2 separate regions of the Mus musculus genome follow, and region 2 is linked to region 1. Evidence: chromatin contacts called from public HiChIP or PLAC-seq data. All regions are on one chromosome and are shown on one strand. Each heading gives the region's core, a stretch centred on a gene start, on an enhancer-like site or on the middle of the called end of the contact. The rest is flanking DNA. Distances are from core to core; before and after follow the strand shown.

Region 1 (6,511 bases), core at 1,835-4,334:
GCAGAGCCTCTCAGCAGACAGTCATATCAGACTCCTGTCAGCAAGCACTTCCCAGCATCCACAATAGTGTCTGGGTTTGGTGACTGTATATGGGATGAATCCCCAGGTGGGGCAGTCTCTGGATGGCCTTTCCTTCAGTCTCTGCTCCACACTTTGTCTCCCTATTTCCTCTTGTGAGTATTTTGTTCCCCCTTCTAAGAAGCACTGAAGCATCCACATTTTGGTCTTCCTTCTTCTTAGGCTTCATATGGTCTGTGAATTGAATCTTGGGTATTCCTAACTTTTAGGTTAATATCCACTTATTCCTGAGTACATACCGTGTGTGTTCTTTTGTGATTGAGGTTTTCAATGCAAATAACAGTGGATCTCTTATCCAGGAGCCATCATGAAAAAATATAGAGGTATGCAGACTGACCGAAAGAGAGGTTGGCTGGGTCATTTTAGTGACTTTTATCATTTGATGAAACACCTGATAAGGGCAACTGAGTTTATTTTGGCTCAGAGGTGAGTGTAGTTCATCATGGCAGAGAGAAACGGTGGCAGGAACAAGAGGCACCTGATCTCATTATATTTGCCATTGGTCAGCAGAGTGGGATTCAGGCTGAGTCTCTGTGTGCTTTCTCTTTTTATTTTAGTCTGGGAATGCAGCCCCATGGATCGATGCCACCTGAGAAGAGAATGAGTCCTCCCAACTTAATTAACCCAGCCTAGAAACTCTCTCGAAGACATGCCTAGAGGCTTGTCACCTATATAATCACGGATCTTTGTCGAGCTGACAATAAATATTAGCCATAATGCCCACTAAACTTACAATTTACTAAAAGTCAGAAGGGATGAAGAGGAGGAATTCCAGTGTCTTGTGAGTACAGGAGGTTTGTGGTTAACATGGCTTACCATTTGCAAGCACAAACATGTGATTAGCAGAGGGAAGTTTTATCTCAAGCTGTCCAGGCATGGGTCTTTTAGTATTTGAGTGTAGGAGAAAGGAAGTTGGGACAGTTGTGAGTGGACTGTGCCTTTAAGGAAAATTGACCTAGACTTTATCTATATTGCCTCCATGGAAAAAAAATCTGTTATCCAAGGCTGAATTTACCTCCAAGGGTTAAGCTACAGCAGGCTCACTCCAAGGCCTGTCTTTTCATCTGCTGGCTGTGGGCTAGTCAAAGCAGATCTAAGGCTAGCTGCAAAGAGGAGACCTTCAGAGATGGCCCCTGAGCCACTGTGTGGGATGATTCAGATTGTTTGTTCCCTGAGTGACTCCCCAGGCACGGATATGAGTGCCCGGCCCCTGCTGAGTGTTGTAGAAGTTTGTAGTGGTGTGGGAATCAATGTAAAAATAGATTCTGGCACAGAGCTGCCTCTGTCAAGAGGTAGAGTCAAAATGTACCTACAAGGAGGTTTGTATGTAGCAGTCTGTCTGTCTGTCCATGTATAGAGACTTGAGGAGGTTCAGAGACATTATGGAATGCCCAAAGCCAGGAATTATAGGTGTGTCCCATACTTTACTTCTGATCATGACTCTTGATTAGTGTGGATAGATACTTTTTTATTATTTGTATATTTATATAAAAATAAAATTAGGAGAAGCAATGAAACTGGTATAATTGTATATGTGTGTGTGTGTGTGTGTGTGTGTGTGTGTGTGTGTGTGTGTGTGTGTGTGTGTATGGATGGAATATGGCTTATCCATTCAAAATGAAATCTTTCCTGACAGTGGTGATAAGTAACCTGAAGAGATCACCTTCAGTAGCTAGACAGGACCTCTAGTGGAGGGATGGGGACCTAAAATTTTGAGGACTTTTGACGTAAAATTGGTCCTGTCTAAAAGAAATTCAGGGATAAAGACTGATCAGAAAACGAAGGAATGGCCAATCTGTGAGACCCATCCCATGGGTAGTCACAAATCTCTCACACTATTAATGAGGCTATGTTGTATGTACAGACAGGAGCCTAGTGTAGCAGCCCTCTCAGAGGCTCTACCCAGCAGCGGACTGAGACTGATGCAGACAATCACAGACAAACATTTGATGGAGGTTGGGGACCCTGATAGAAGACCTAGGGGAAGGACTTAGGGCCAGCAAGGAGAAGGCAACCCCACAAGAAGACCAACAGTGTCAACTAACCTGGACCTCTAGGAGCTCCCAGAAACTGAGGTACCAACAAAAGAGCATACATTGGATGGTCAGAGGCCCCTGACACATGTGTAGCAGAGGGCTGCCTTGTATGGCTTCAGTGGGAGCGGATATGCCTAATCCTGCAGAGACGTCATGCACCAAGGTGGGGGGATATGTGGGAGGGCTGCCCTCTCAGAGTGGAAGGGGGGTCGGGGAAAAACTCTGCAGGGGGCGGCAGGGACAGCATTTGGGATGTAATTAATTAATTAATTAATTAAAAATTAAATCTTATCATTGCAGAAAAATAAATGGGAGTGAAGAACAGTGTGTTGCTATGTTTAAAAACCTCTATCTGTAATTCTAATCTGTCAAAATTTTCCTTTTTTTGAGACCAATGAGTAATTTTAAAAAATAACCAAATTATTATTATTTCCTACTATCATATATGTACATTTCTTTTCATTCCATGGCTTATAATTCATGGCCTATTGCAATGACACCTTCAGAGCTGGAACATAAAGACAACAGTGTGAGTTTGACTCTGATACCTTAGAACAGTGACCTTCGGTACTGTAGGGACCTCGGTTTGGAGGAGGATGAGCTTGGAAACATTAGTAACAGCAAATCATCTTCAAATGGATTCTAAGGCAACTGAAGTGTACAGGGCTCCCCCACCATCCCCACACCTTTTTCCGAACTTCAACCTGATAATCAGTTCCACTGACGATGTTTCGGGGTAGCATAATTTCTTCCCCGTGCCCTATGTCGTGAGGATGCTTAGCCACCCAATCAAAACATTTTATTAAAAGGAAATATTCTCTAAACCAGCTAATATAAATCGACTCCACCGTTTATACTCAGGCTTAAAATTCCTAGAAACATCCGGTCTTCGAGCAGACAGGATATTCAATTCTCACCTGTTTCCTGTTTGTGGTTTGACCTACCTTTACTTTCGTATTCAGACTCCTAGGCTCTTCTGTATCTTGCTACATGAGCTGAGCCCTAGAAACTTCTGACGTCCTCTCAGCTGCATCCAGTTCTTCTTTCTGTTGACCTCAGTCACTGTTTTTCAGATTCATATTCCTTCCTTCACCAAGGTTCACCCACAATGGCTGAACACCTATGCCACATCTACATCTGAAATATCTTTGTTTACCAACTTTCTAAGTCACCAGTGAGCACAGCGAGACTTCATTGTCTCAAGTGTCTGTCATCTTGTTTCTAATGTTCCCATGGGCTGTTCTTTGGGGCAGAGACAATCTGTCCTTCAACATTCCAGCTTCAGAATGTACTTGCACATCTATTTAACCTTATGGAATTTGAAAGATTAGCATTCTCTTTGGTAGAGTTTCAAAAGAAAGAAACATAGTAGTATCAAGATCAGTCTGCTATGGACAGGAAAAACATTTGAAATTCCCAGGAATACAGAATATGCGTTTGAAGATTCAAAAAGCAACAGCAGTGGTTCTCAACCTGTGGGGCATGACCCTGTTGGGTATCCACCAAACCTTTCACAGGGGTTGTATGTCAGGAATCCTGCATATCAGACATTTACATTAGGACTCATAACAGTAAAAACTTAGTTATGAAGTAGCGATGAAAGTAATTTTATGGTTGTGGGTCACCACAACATGAAGCATTGCGTTAAAGGGTTGGAGCCATGGTTGAGAGGATTAAGAACCAATGATCTACAGGACCACACCCTCACAGAGAATCTACAAGTTGTGTTTTACACCTTCAGCAGGTAGCTTTCTCTTGCATCTTCTGAAACTCCCTTGCAATATATTTATCCTCAAAACGTAACATGCAGCTCATGGTTCTGGCTGGATTTCTCTATTAATTCCCTTTAACTTGTTCAATGTGTGGATTGTTCCAGAAGACAGAAAAATGGATATCAGCATTCAGGAAGGTAGAGGCAGACAGGTGTCTGTGTAGTTGAGGCTAGAATGGTATATAGTCCCAGGCCAGTAACAGCTACATAATGAGACTTTGTCTTAAAAAGCAATGGAGGGGCATGCCAGGGCAGGAAGGCAAGGGTTGGGGAACACCCTTATAGAGGCAGGAGGATTGGGGAAGGAATAGAGGGTTTCCAGAGGGGAGAGTCAGAAAGGGGATAACATTTGAAACGTAAATAAAGATAATATCTAATAAAAGAAAAAAAAAAGCAATGGGGAAAGATGTGTGTGTGTGTGGGTGTGTGTTTTGTAAAAAATGCAGACTGTGTTCTCTTGCTGAGGTAACTCGATAATTTATTGGGGAATGTTACCATAAATAACGTTTTATAGTTTTAGAATGCCTTTAGCGTAAAAAATTTGATATATTTTATAATGTCTTGCTTTTATTGCAAAATGAAAATTCTCAGCATTGTGTATATTAAATACACATTTGCCTTCACCTCCTAGTTCCCCTGCCTCCTATTTGCCAAGAGTGTTATTCTTTGTTCTCTGGCTTCCTCTGGAATATGAGGTATATGTATCTACATCTACAGCAGGGCTGCTTAGTCTTGGATGTTGATCCAGTCAAATCAGCTTATATCCTAGGCTTTTCAGATGTGCCTTTCCTGGTAGCTATTAAGAAGGAAAAAGCTTACAAAACTCTCCACTTAGTCATTGAAGTAGTGGCTATTTTCAGAAATGAAAATCAACCTTACTATCATGAATTTTATTTTCACAAAAGACCACAAAGAGAGATCTCTGATTTAGGACTAGAAACCACATGACAAGTGTAAACACCCCCAGGGAAAGCATATGTGGGCTAAAACAGTGAGAATAGAATTTTCCAGAAGTTTTTCTTCTATAAATAAATCACCAGATGTCTTTATGTAAATAGATTCTTTCCTCTGGGATTATAATATTATGAGGCATTTCTATATATTTTGCTATTTTGATTCCCAAGTAGTCCGTTATCTTGCTCACATAGGAATTTATTCTGGTTTTTCTTCCTTTCCAAAGGAATGCTACCAAATTTTTAGAAAGGCTGACTTAGCTACATTCTCTTTAATTTTCTAATCTCTTACTGTTTTCCCTAACAATGTGAGACACCCAGGGAAAGATAGCCTAGGACAGAAAGATGAAGAAATTAAATACAATGTTCTTTGAGTGTTATTTCTGAGGTTGTGGTTGTACTAGTTTTTACCCCAGTATGACCCAACATGATATGGACACAAAGTCCTGAGTTGCTAAATGCTTGTGAACAATGCATTTAACAGGCCTTCACCCTCAGTAGCCTGGAACTGGCAAAATATAACCTGCTAGGTATAATGACCATTGACCACCTTCAACAAGTGAAGAATTATCAAGGGAATTAAGTTGTTATTTTTCTTCAGTTTTTTTTTTTCATAACAGGGCTGGAGAGATGGGTTTGATATTAAAGAACACTCATAGCTTTTTTAGAGGACAAGAGTTAAAGTCCCTAAACCTACATCAAACAGCTGACAACTGTAAGTTCATCTTCAGGAAATGGGAAAGCATCTCCAGTAAATGGAGATGTTGAGGTTCTTTAAAAATAACAGAAGCAATAGAATGAGTGCATATTAAATGGGATGTTTTAGATTTGCTTGCAGGATACAGGTCTCTGTAGTCCATCAATAGCCATCTTTGCACTGGAGAGGTTAACAACAAGAAGCTGCCTGGTCCACAAGTTAGCTGCCTCAGCAGTCCAATAGGACAATGATGATATGGAGGATGTATAGAGAGCCACAGTTTTTTCAGGCCATCTGAAGGATGAGGGAGTGGGCTGCCTGTAGGAGGAACCACGGTGGTCACCTCTCCAAAACCCCAGGTGGTGGTAGTTTGCAGCCACTAAGGCAGCTTATGCAGAAGGACCTAATTGAAGACTGCCTGAGAGACCCAGGATTACTGACGCATGCAATGCCAGCCAACTGGGAACTGCTGTTCAGAAGGGATGCTTTATTGGGCCAATGGAGCTGCCGCATTTCTCATGCTATCAGTGTCTGCGTAGTTGATTCCATACCACCTCACCTCCCACCCACAAGGGCAGGTAGGGTCTGTGAGCAAGAAGTCCATGGCACAGGTAGCCAAGGATGGCCGTGACAGCAGTGGGGAAGAAGAACTCTTAAAGGTGGGTGGATAATCTTGTCAATGAAACACAAAGGCAAGCTAGTAAAAAGTAAAGGTTTGCTCTCGGCATTCCTTTTATATTGGCCACAAAGGAAAATTGCCACCATGATCATGGTGGGCCATCTGCTTCAGTTAATGCCACCAGAAAGATGCTTCTTGTGTCTGCCTGAAATTAATCCAATCTGGGTGGTCCCTCGCAGAGCTTCCCAGAAGCTTGACCCTTTGTTGGGTCCAGATCAAAGTCAACCTCCAGGAGGCACTGTCAGGCTTTATCACATGGTCATGAGAACGCAGGCAGAGAAGGCTTTGTGTGTTCAT
Region 2 (6,511 bases), core at 1,282-3,781, 130 kb after region 1:
ACACATACACACATCAAATACCACCACCTAAGCAAGGGGAATAAACAATTTCAGTGTCTCTTGGTTGTTCTACATCTCATAGCAGTCCAAACGTCCTTTAGTATGCTATACATTTGGCATGGGTACACACCCTGCACATCAGAATGCCCTTAGTGTCAGATCTATTTCTGATTATTTATAGGAAATGCTATTGGTACCCTTTTTACTCTCTTATCCCTATAGGGCTTCCCCCATTCAGCATGTCTGCTTCTCTCTGTGTGTGTCAGTTTTATGTGGGTTTCTCCTTGGTTATTCCATGTAAAGAGGAGGTGGGCCACATTCCAGCTTCCTTTCTCCTTAGTGAGACCACCTTGTTCTTCGACATACTGTCATAAAAGGATTTCCTGTGCCTAGCTCCCAATGAATAGGATTATCCCATTAATTTACTCCTTTCTCCTCCTCCTCCAGGTACTTCTCTGTTGGACTCCTATATTCCCTCAATGTATTTCATTTCCAAAGAAAAGACTGAAAATATTTTTTGTCTCAGGGTTTTATTGATGTGATAAAACACCATGACCAAAGGCAACTTTCAACTTCTAGTTTCACATCAGTCCTTGATGGAGGCCAGGGCAGGAACTCAAAGCTAAAACTGAAGCAGAAGGAAGAGTGATGTACATTGGCTTGCTCAGTGTGTGTGCTTACACCATGCCAGGCATTCTGCACAGTAGTGACACCACTTAGAGTGAGTGGCCCTCTCACACTGGTCATCAATTCAGAGACTATCCCCACCTACTTATGTATAAGCTAATCCTATGGAGGCATTTCCTCAATTAAGATTCCCTCTTCTTAGATATGTTTGTCTGTGTCAAGTTCACAGATAAATATCCAGGACACTATTCTAGGAAGCTGCTTTTGCAGTTGCTCAATTGAGAAGGTCACAAATACTAAAATGTGGAGCTTTTAGAACAAAATTGCAAGAGAGAATAAAAGTCTTAAGTGGCCAAACTCAGTGCAAACAGAATGTACAAAGCTTTACTATTGTTCTTTCATTACTGTTTTTATTAGGACTTATATTCTCCTACTACTCTATTTTGATGTAGCCTGTTATTCAGGAAGAAGATGAGGATGGTACCTGTAGATAATGGATACATCACTGGACAGCTGCTTGGGGTCTCAAATTCTAAACATCAATCTTATGATTTATATAATGGGTTTTATAAATAATTTGCCAATATCACAGGCGTTGTGAGAGAGAGATATTTTGATTTTGTTGTTGTTTTTAGGAGGCAAGTTCAAGTACAAAGTTTACTGTGGAGCTTTCTTTGCATCTTGAATTTCCTTGTGTGTTTGGTAACTTTACCTAGCATCCATTAGTTCATAGGTTGAAACTTGGGCCTTCAACTTTATGTCAATGACTTCTAGTCTGCTATGAATGCACTAGAGATTGCCAGTTAACAATCACTGGTTGCTAACTGTGGTACCCAAAGAAAATCACAGTTGGTACCTTCCTCATGGGGGTCTGTGCACCCAGTAAGAGCTCCAGCTGTAGATACCCCGACAAAGAAGCCTGTTTAAACCAGTATTCTAATACCTAATCAATCAGAAAGTTCAAAGCATACAGTCCTCCCACTTAAGAGTGTCGGGGGAGGGCTGTTACTGCACCATCTCAGAGCCGGAAATTCTTGCTTCCTCTACAAGCAGCCATCTGGATCCACTATTACTAAAGGACACAGATCCAATTACAAACATGTATTTGTGAAGGAAACTTACAGTATCTTTGAAAGGAGTCTCTCGTACTTGAAGTCAAGGTCTGCTGAAGTTTACCTGTTAGAAATCAACTTAGGTTAAAAAAAAAGAGAGAGAGAGAGATACCTCAAGATAGAAAGAAAGTGAGAATAAAGGAGAAATGCAAATAAAATAGATCTCTTGGCTTTTTTCCTTATTCAAACTCTTAAATCTATTGAGAATGTTGGAAATTTTTCTTTGCTTACAGCATCCCCTTTCTTTCCTTCTTTCTCTCTCTCTCTCTCTTTCTTTCTTTCTTTCTTTCTTTCTTTCTTTCTTTCTTTCTTTCTTTCTTTCTTTCTTTCTCCTCTTCCCTCCCTCCCTCCCTCCCTCCCTCCCTCCCTCCCTCCCTCCCTCCCTCCCTTCCTTCCTTCCTTCCTTCTTTCTTTTCTTTCTGTCTTTCTTTCTTATTTTTTATTCGATATTTTCTTCATTTACATTTAAAATGTTATCCCCCTTTCCTAGTTTCCTCTCTGAACGTCTCCTATACCCTCCCCCTGACCAAAGTCCCCAACGTACCCACTCCCGCATCCTGGCCCTGGCATTCCCCTGTACTGGGGCATATAATCTTCGCAAGACCAAGGGCTTCTCCTCCCATTGATGGCCAAAGGAAATGACTGTAGCATGTAATCTTTCATAACAGAGAAAATGATCAAACTCAGGTTAGAAAGCAAGGAAAAGATGAAAGCTTTGAAAGACTTAGAACTTTGCTGACGTACAGACTGAGGCTGGGAAAGGCTAAGAGGCAGGAAGTGCTGTTGCTATTGCTTCTGAGGTTGTATTTCATAGTTTCCACTTTGGTTAACTGGAAGGAAACTGGGTGATTGGGGGTAGTTGTGTTATCGATCACATCAGTTTTCTGCTTTGTTTCTATTTTTTTCTTAAAGCATTACTCTTTTCTATGCAGGAAGGTCTAGGAATCATTAACCTACCATATTGTATGCCACAATCAAATGCTTTGCTACAAAGATGGGGAATATTGAAATTGGCACTGGTGGATGTCATCCTTAAGTCACAGAGGGAGTTGTAAATGTAGTCTTAGAGATCAGACGTTCAGAGGAAACCAAATATCATCTATGATCCTTGTTTCTAGACTCAGAGTTGCTCCACTACGAGGATTCTCATAGCACATTTGCATAAATACACAATTTTTCATAGAGAGGTTTACCATTTTTAAAATACATACAACCCGACTGATTTGATTTTCAAAAAGTGCTTCCATCAAGATTATTTTTTAAAAAAACAAAACAAAAGAAGAACTGACACTTGCGATGTAGGTCCTGTGATGTCCTGTCACTGGACAGGACACTGAATCAATCAGCTCCTGTCTGCATGAAGTTCATGGTCAGTGCTATGACCTGGACATGCAGATGAAGATGAATTCCATCACATCTGAGGGATACCAGCCCCCAAAACTCTCAACGAACTGTTCTCAATGGATTTACCTTTGTCTTATGTGAGGTTTTCAAGCTTGCTGAGGACTGAGCTATTACGAAATATTGAATAGATGTTTAATAAATATTTCTAGATTAGTATATATCAGACTGATAACTCTAATTCAGTGCAACTCACATTAATACTAAGGAAACCTGCTTGTCAGTGAGCCAGAAATGACAGCTACCTAGGCTAATATAAAACCTCAATGTCAGTCCTATGAACTCAGTATAAAAGTAATCTCATGGATTTCTGCCCAGTATTATTAGATCAGTGAAAAGAAAAGTTTGTGGCATCTGAAAGAAACAGTCCCTACTTTACAGACATGCTATGTAAAGAACAAACATCTATAGTCATTCTGAAGATAGCAACATGAAGAAAGCTTCAGCGTTTTTTTTTTTTTTAATTGGATATTTTATTTATTTACATTTCAAATGTTATCCCCTCTCCGGGTTTCCATCTGCAACCCTCCTATTCCATCCCCCTTTACCCTGCTTCTCTGAGGGTGCTCCCCAACTCACCTACCCACTCCTGCCTCACTGCCCTAGCATTTCTCTACATTAGGGCGTCGAGCCTTCACAGAACCAGGGCCTCCCCTCCCATTGTTGCCAGATAAGGCCTCTTCAACTCCTTCAGTCCTTTCCCTAATCCCTCCATTGGGGTCCCTGTGCTTAGTCTGATGTTTGTCTGTGAGCTTCCACATCTGTATTGGTCAGCATCTGGCAGAGCCTCCAGTGTATTTAAGGTCATCAATTGATATTTTAAACACACAATTGAAAAAAGGCCTTACCATACTGCTCAGCAAGTAGAGGTACTAGTGACACAGGCCTGATGACTTGAATTCAATCCGCAGATCATAGAGTGGATCATAGAGTGGAGAGAACTCTCTCTCTCTCTCTCTCTCCCTCTCTCTCTCTCTCTCTCTCATACACACACAAACACACACACACAAATATTTATATATGCACACTCACATACACATAAAATAAAATTATTTATAAATTTATAAAGTTTTTAAAATGGGTTATTGGAAAACAATACAATTGTAAATCAAAACGTAAGTCCCAATTTTCTCTTTTGACGGTCAGATTTAACAGACAACATTATGTCCTGCCAAACTGCCATAAACATTTACTCTAAAGTCCTAAGCAGCCTCCTACTGATGAGACATCAAGTGTGTGAGCCAGGACAATATTTGGGCCTGCATTCGGCAAAGCACTGTGGCAAAGCCAGCAGTCATTTGACAGCTGCTGAGGAGTGCCCAAGCAAATGAACCAACCAGAAAAAAAAAAAAAAAAGTTTGATATTTGAGGAAATTTGTTGGACAAAGAAATAGACTTGAGGATCATTGTTTTGCAAAGACGAGAATAGTTGACCCTCTCCCTTACTTTTCCATTTTAGCTTTTGCTTAAAAAATATTCTGAGTGAATGTAGTTAATCCTTTTTTTCTGTACATTTTTATTTGTAATAATATTTAAGCCTTGTGAATATAATCCCCATAGGAAATCATTCATATTTCTCTGCTTGTGGTAATTATCATAAGGCATCTCTAGTTATCTCCTATGGCTTGATTTTAATATAAGGCAGTAGGTAGATCTTGTAGGGAGCCTACCGTAGAGGGTTTTAGTTAGTTGGCCAACAGCAGATTGTAACTGCAGGGCTGATGCTGTCATTCATTACTTTGATATGATGACCTACACATTCTTTAAGGTCATGGGCAAATTTAATTTCTAAAATTATACAAATGTATGAAATCAATAAAAAGAAATGGAGAGGAGATCAAAATAAATTTATTAATAAAGACTTCAAATTGGTTCAATACCATTTTTCCAAAACATAGGCAGACCCTGAACTGGCAAAACTGAGTATCAATTATTATTATAGGACAGAAATGTCAGTGCAGTAAGTGGTACCTGTGAGAGCTGATGTATAGTGAATTAAAGAAGTAATTCATAATGATTCTCATAGTTGTTTATTTCCTGTGGATTCTTCTTTGATTATTTCTTTCAAGTAAGAGGGAACCAAGGAAAAATAAAAAAATTAAGTAAGTGTGCTTAGCTTAATTATTTCTAGATATTAGAGAAACTACTAAAAGGAATTATTAAAATAGGTTTCTTCATGATTCGAAGACAGAAGAGGAAGATGAAAACTTTGAACCAAAAAAATTTGTCACAGTGTTTTTACTGAACATTTTGTAACTTTTATATCTCTTAAATGTAATGAATTCTCTGTCGCCTGGTGATGGCATACAATTTTGATCCTAGCACTCAGGAAGAAGAGGACTGAAAATCTCTGTCATATTTGAGGCCAGCCTATTTATATAGTGAGTTCTAGACCAGCCAGAATAATATAATAAAACCCTGTGTAGAAAACTGTATATATATATATATATATATATATATATATATATATATATATACTCTGTAATTGAGACTTTAATATTTTCTAGTAAGTATTAACAACTTATGCAGAATATGAGCACTGCCATTTATGACTGTAAACAAATAAAGTCTACTGTGAATTTCTCATTTCACTGTTATTAGGTCATAATAAAAATAAATGCAACTTTTATTGCATTTAAGAATATGCAACTATTTCATTATCCATACACAAGCCAAATTTATTAGTATGCACACAGCCAATGGGATGGCTTAGAACAGAACTTAGAGGTGATTTAAGTTGCTAAAAATATATACAGTGGCAAAAGAATCCGGAATGCAGAAAACTGGGAATATCAACACTATTCCTACGTGTACGTCATCAGAAGTCACTCAACCTCACCTGAATTCTTCTTTATCCCATCAGAGTAGCTATGCGGAAATAAAAACAAACAAAACCAAAACCAAAACAGAAAACCCCACAGGGCATGTAGATAGAAAGCTGGCAAGCAGAAAGAAGTACTTCTTAAAAAATGAAATAAAAAAAAAGAACTGCTTTCTCTAAGGTAGAGAAGCGAGGAACACTGGAGATTTGCTGTTTGTTTTCCTCCTGTGCATTGAACAGAAGCGAGAGCAAGGCCTTTTGGTAACTGGAAATGTCAATTGGTCAATAGGGGATGAGCAGACAACAAGAACATAAAGAGAATCTTAATAACACGAATTCCAGAAAAGTCTCCAGTGAGACATTTAAACACATTGCAAGATGTTAAGAATTTCCAACTTGCTAATATTTCCCTGGTTTAAGTATTTTCTTTTTATCATACCACATCAATACATGTTTCAGTTTTGATTAATGAAGGGAGCAAAAAATAATATAATTCAAGTCTGAGTACAACTGACATTTATTTTCCCTTGAGAGAGATGATGGGAATGCT

What was found. HiChIP or PLAC-seq counts read pairs in DNA pulled down with a chosen protein or histone mark.
Region 2: a BATF HiChIP or PLAC-seq map of CD8 T cells shows a contact between it and region 1, with 12 read pairs. The contact joins two enhancer-like sites. A contact is called at or near these places in 4 of 484 Hi-C or Micro-C datasets (CD4 T cells and CD8 T cells) and 1 of 115 datasets of contacts at active chromatin or transcription factors (CD8 T cells).

What each region holds. Positions count from the first base shown.
Region 1 is chr16:51,804,099-51,810,609 of GRCm38.p6, reverse strand. No RefSeq gene overlaps it. Among named protein-coding and RNA genes, the nearest start is that of Gm29686, 180 kb to the left of the region's middle. Within about 2 kb of position 3,084, at least 40 of the 459 cell types and tissues checked have an H3K27ac peak or open chromatin away from gene starts, as enhancers often do. A contact at or near this core is called in CD8 T cells, where this site is marked.
Region 2 is chr16:51,671,296-51,677,806 of GRCm38.p6, reverse strand. No RefSeq gene overlaps it. Among named protein-coding and RNA genes, the nearest start is that of Gm29686, 310 kb to the left of the region's middle. Within about 2 kb of position 2,531, at least 36 of the 459 cell types and tissues checked have an H3K27ac peak or open chromatin away from gene starts, as enhancers often do. A contact at or near this core is called in CD8 T cells, where this site is marked.